Linked DNA regions of Rattus norvegicus: region 1 is linked to region 2. Evidence: chromatin contacts called from public Hi-C data. All regions are on one chromosome and are shown on one strand. Each heading gives the region's core, a stretch centred on a gene start, on an enhancer-like site or on the middle of the called end of the contact. The rest is flanking DNA. Distances are from core to core; before and after follow the strand shown.

What was found. Hi-C and Micro-C count contacts between places; a contact is called where the count stands out from the background.
Region 1: a contact with region 2 is called in a Hi-C map of Schwann cells, with 4 times the contacts expected there. The contact joins the promoter of Npy1r here to the promoter of Naf1 in region 2. A contact is called at or near these places in 3 of 12 Hi-C or Micro-C datasets (the A7r5 cell line, Schwann cells and frontal cortex).

Annotation. Positions count from the first base shown.
Region 1 is chr16:27,812,061-27,814,933 of GRCr8, reverse strand. It overlaps Npy1r (neuropeptide Y receptor Y1), which reads left to right and starts at 1,547. Exons shown (of 3, transcript NM_001113357.1): 1 at 1,547-1,571.
Region 2 is chr16:27,633,570-27,636,269 of GRCr8, reverse strand. It overlaps Naf1 (nuclear assembly factor 1 ribonucleoprotein), which reads left to right and starts at 1,307. Exons shown (of 8, transcript NM_001024772.2): 1 at 1,307-1,683. The coding sequence starts at 1,412. LOC134482367 (a long non-coding RNA gene) reads right to left here and starts at 1,459. Exons shown (of 4, transcript XR_010058372.1): 1 at 1,324-1,459.

The sequences.
Region 1 (2,873 bases), core at 298-2,797, 180 kb before region 2:
ATGTCTAAGTGTGACTCTCAATGTGACTTGGAGAGTGGAGGGGACATGGGCAGGTGAGTGTTCTGAAAGGAGGCATAGAGCACCTTAAAGAGACTGTGATCCCCGAATTGTTCCTATTTCCGATCTCATGTGTGCTCAGTTGTGTGACGTTTCACTTTTACTTTTAAACCATTAGAGGGTTTTCACATAACGCATATCTGCTGCCCTACAAGCACTGTACATTTTAAATCTGATCATAACCCTCTTCCATCCATAGAACAATGTGAATGTGCCCAGCTAAACGTATATTAGCTTTTGAAAATGTCCCAGACGTCACCTACATCTCTGTGTGAGAATCCAATCAAACTTGTATTGATAAGTAATCCTTATTCAAGCAAACCCTCAGGGGGAAAATTTTTTTTTCTTAATAGTGTAAGTTTCATGTGATTTTCTGTCATGGGATTTCATTGGCTTTTATTTTAAAAGCAAGTAATCTTTGTTTTGTAATGAAAATGTGTACATCCTAGGCAACATCTGTAGATTGTGTACTTCTTAACAGTTTGAATTAAAATAAGTTGTAGTTCCTAGATAATTTGTGTATGCATGTGTGTGTGTTCTTGTGTGTGCAATATTCAGCCTTGACTTTACAAGTGAAATAAAACCAAGTGAATTATGAAAATCAGTGTGTCAATAATTAGCCCGAACCATCAAATACCAAGAACAAGGTTTACAAGGACCATGTCTTTTGAGCACACCCACGATGTTCCATACTGTAGCAGATAAATCACCCGGGAAATTGCATTGACTCTTTCTGACCATCAGGGAGATGCTGGGATCATCGTGCCCGGCCCGGTTCCCTGCTCCCCTGAAAAATGAACTAGTCACTGAGAACAAATCTGACTCAAATGCATTTTCTTAGTGAGGAGGAAAAAGGCTCAAAGGCTCTCAACGGAGATCGCTACTTTGGCTTTTTAAAGGACTTCTTTTTGTTCTCTTAGACTGGGGGAAGTAACTTCTCGGTACTGGCGTGCGGAATAGTTGAGCGTCACAAGAGCAGCGGCAAACCCATTAGCGGAGGCTTTGCGGTGAAGTGCATCCATCCCCCTTCCCGTAAATAAGCTCTCCCCTTCATTCTTGACTAGGGCTTAAAGCTCGGACTCTCGGAGGAAAAGGACTTCGCCACAAGATGGCACTGACCTGCAGACAAAGGAAATAGCGGTGGCATTGACTTTTAAAACAGGCTTGTAAATGCGCCTTCCCTGAGTCAAGGACTAGTGGGGTGAGAGCTCTGTGCGTTCGGGTCTGACAGTGTGGCTTACGTTTATCTGCTTTTCTTTCCAGAATTCCTAGGCAACGCACATCCGAGGTGTGCATCCGAGGTGTTGGGAGGAGGTTGTGGGGGAAACCTTGGGTGATCCTCGTGGGGTGCCGTCACATGATCCTGGATGAGGTGGAGTTCGGCTTTAAGGGGGCGTCTCTTCTATCTTCCTCAATCTTTAGGGTTTGAGCAGGAGAAATACCAACAGATCTTTCTTCCCTCCAGTGACACTCGTCCCGCTTCAACACAGGCGAACAGACGGATTCTTTAAAAGGTAAGTTGCAAGTTAGTGTTTTTAAGGGACTTTTGAGAAATCTCTTATTGATGGGATGAGGTATGAGAAGAAAGATGCGGGTGTCTGATCCGGTTGTGGGAACGCAGCGGGCGTGGAGTGAGCTTTTTGCTTTGACTCCCAGTGGAAGCAGGTGGTAGGATATTCTAGATGTGGGACAGGACTGGGACATTATGGATCTGAGACCTCAAAGGGAGAGCGTACCTCTCGCAGAGTTCGCGCATCCCGGCGTCCTGCGCTTTGGGGTTCCAAAAGGAAATAAGTTTTCCTCTCCTCCTACTCTCTCAGAAAGCAGGGGAGGTGCCCCCCTTGGTCTTTCCTGCACCAAGATAGTCTTCCTCATTTTTCTGGAGCAGGCTGGAGCCTCTGCCCAGATGGAGATCCAGGAGTTTTCTTGGATAACCTGATGAGATGCACTGGGCAGGGGTGGGGGCGCCCGCTTGCTCCTGGATCCCGATGAATTTGTCCTGCTTCCCACCACGAGAGAAAATGTGGGGTGCCCCGGGACGCAGAGCCCAGGATGGGAGAGCCCCTGTACCTGCCCCTTTCAGGCTGTGTAGTACACCTTCCAAGACTTGAGCCCTGTCTTTTTGTTTCATAGTTTTAACCACCCAACTCCTCAGCCCTTTTTAAAAAGGCAGTTGTGCTGGGTTAGCAGGTTACGAATGAACTAGAAGCGGGGGAGGGAGAATGAGGGTGGTTTTAATGGTTCGTAGGATATTCTGCTGTTCCCCAGGTAGATTGCAAATAGATGGTAATGTTGGAAGGACCCTTATTGGGCTTCCGAGAGAGACGGACTGACCTCCGATTCGCGCCTTCCTTGTTCATTTGGGCTCTTTCATTTCTGCTGTTGGTCGCTTATTAGAGGCGCCCTGATAGATTAGCAAGTCTTTCCCGCTCCTCTCCTCCTTCCTATCTCCGTGTATGTGTGTGTGTGTGTGTGTGTGTGTGTGTGTGTGTGTAGGGGGGATTAGGAATGGGGGTAGTCAAAGAGATTCACATAGTCACATAGTTATACAATACAGAAAAGGGTGGTGAAACAGTTCTGATTGAGACTATCCCGGCTCCCTCTGGTAACTCCTAGACTCTAGGACAGAGAGCATGAAAACCCAGGAGAGGGGAGGGGAGGGGAGGGGCCGCGGAGAAGAAGTGGAGATGAGGTGTGTCTCCTACTTCCACTGTTCTTTCAATTGGAGTGCTCTGTGATTTGCACACCAGAGAACTACTGCAGAAAGCCCAATTTCATACCCATCCAAAGACAGAGTGCTCTTCCCCGATATCATT
Region 2 (2,700 bases), core at 58-2,557:
CATACCATTCATAAACCCCAGCTTCAGTTCACTTGACAGGGATTTCTGTACACTGAAAGCACGTTAGGCAAGTCTTGCTTCTCCACAAAACCTTATTTAATGTTCTATAAACTAGATGAGATAGTATTTGACAGATAAGAAAATTAAGATTTAGTTACAGCAGGTGGCATACTTCAGGAAAAATGATAGAATTGGGGTTTAGGACACGTGCATTTACTTGGGAAATACTGCCTAATCGTTGTGTTAGTGCCTGCCGTCTTGACTTCCTACTTCATCTAGAAGGCTCTCCAGGATACAGCCCACCGATCTTAACGTGCCATTGCTGTGCTCTGGAATCTTCTCTTCTATATTTCACCTCTCTGCTTCTAAAACTCACACTCGACTGTAAACGTTTTAATGTGGAACAATGCCTGGATTACCTCTTCCTTTACTTTGAGAGTCTTCTGTGGAGCTCCTACAATAAATTGTGAGTAAAGAACACAAAAAAATTTCCATAGTCCTTCATGAACGTGCACTAAATTGTTGCAATATTATTAGGTGAGGTATTGAGGCATCGAACGGAAGACCCAGAAAAATCAGAAAATTCTGATCTTTTTCTAACTCTCTCTCTCTCTCTCTCTCTCTCTCTCTCTCTCTCTCTCTCTCTCTCTCTCCCTTCTGAATGCTGGGATTAAAGGTCTGTACCAATACCTGGCTTCTCTCGCAAGTCTTAAGAACTTGGGGCTTGAGTGCCTTAGATCTGACTAAAGGACATGCTACATTTTAGAGTCCTTCCTATGAAGCTGCATAGGATATAGCATTGCCAAAACGTCATCAGTAAAATCCTTTTACCTGTTTTCCATATACTGGAAAAGAAAAAATAGTTTTTATGTTTCTTTTACGGTGAGAATGTAAATGCTTTTTATCCTCATTTAACTTTCTTTTTTTTTTTTTTTTTTTTTTTGGTTCTTTTTTTCGGAGCTGGGGACCGAACCCAGGGCCTTGCACTTCCTAGGTAAGCGCTCTACCACTGAGCTAAATCCCCAGCCCCCTCATTTAACTTTCAAGAGAAGTTACTCAAAGTATCTTTTCAAGACGTCCTGACTCAGGATTCTCATGTACAGAAACTAATACCATAATCCTCCTTTCTTTCCCATCATGCCTGGAAACCCTAGCTTTAGTGAGAGGTACAGCTCCTCAGAAGCAGTGAACACGACGGACTTGGGACCGCGCGGAAGCCAAGTTTCCTCTGTACTTCAAATCCTCCAGTCCCTGGGAGCCTACGTCTCGTCCGTGACGTCACCCGCCTTCCCGGAAGTCCCGTGAATGACGCCGTGCGGTTACCTGAGAGACGCGCGAGTTTTAGTGCGGCGTGAAGGCGTGCGCGTCTTCTTAGGAGAACCTCGAGCTCGTCTTAGGCCCGTGCGGCGCCATGGAGGTGGTGGAGGCTGCCGCGCAGCTGCAGACGCTCAAGTTCGGCGGCTCCGGCCCGGGATCCGCAGCATCGCCGCCACCTGAGGAGCGCCCGGACGCCGAGCAGGCGGAGCAGGCCCCGCCGGCAGGGGAGCAGCCGCCGCCAGCCCCGAGCTCGGATGCTGGTGAAAACCCACCGCCGCCGAGCGGGCCCTGCGCCACCGCACCGGACGCCGCGGAGCCGCTGCCAGAGCTGCAGGACTCGGACTCATCGGACTCGGATTCGGACAGGTCGAGTGCAGGCGAACCCCGGGGCTGCCGAGGCCGGGCGACTCGGGGCCTAGGTAGTAGTGGGTGCACGCGCCGTGCCAGGCGGCGCAGCTGATGCTCTGCGCACGTGCTCTCGGACTGGTACCCGGTGTCGCCGCATTGTTTTTCCAGTCTCAGCTCACTTCTAGGAGTTCCCACTTACTTTCCAAACTTGATAGTTCGCCGAGTTACAAGGGAAGGTAGCAACCTGCTTACAGTGTAAAAAACCCCGACATTCGTAAACTATTTGTAAAGTTACTTTGCTATGTTATTATCATAGGAACTCAGTTTAACATGTACTTTTGGGTTAGAACTTCTGAATTTTGTGGTACTTCAGAATTGTTACTTTTTTCATCGACTACTTTTTTCAAACCTTAAGAGTTGCGGATCAGAAAAGGATTACTTACGTTTCAAAGTTCATTCTTCGCTCTTTTTTTTTTTTTTTTTTTTTTTTCTGGTGTAACCCAGACTGGTCTATAGCTGGAGGGGCTGACGTCGAACTCCTGGTCTTCTTGTCTCCACCCTACAAGTGCAGAGTTGTAAAGCCACCCACCACCTTTCTCTTAAAGTTGCTTGACAGTTGATATTAATCAGAATCTTTATAGGGAGCAGGATTTTATGAAACTTGCCAATCAGTTTTTTGGTATTTTGGGCGCTGAGCTTTACACAGACATTTCCTGTCTGCGTTCTTTGTGGAAGAAGATCCAGTATATAGAAGGTTATCAAACTACAAATGTTTGAATAAGCATGGGGTGAGGGGCGTTTCAGGAGTCGGGGCACTTTTAGAAAACCACAAAGAGAGGAAAGGGAAAATGGTTTCTAACAGAGAAGTGTGAAGAGATTGATGGAGAGAGCCAAGCCAATTATGAACAGCTTGTTTTCTTGGCAGTTCTAAGATGGTAGTCATCTTGCCATCCGAGCCTACACTGCTCGGCAAGGGATGCAGGAGGTAGACCAGGAGCCAGGGTTGGAAGGGAATCATGGGATATGGTGCAGTGG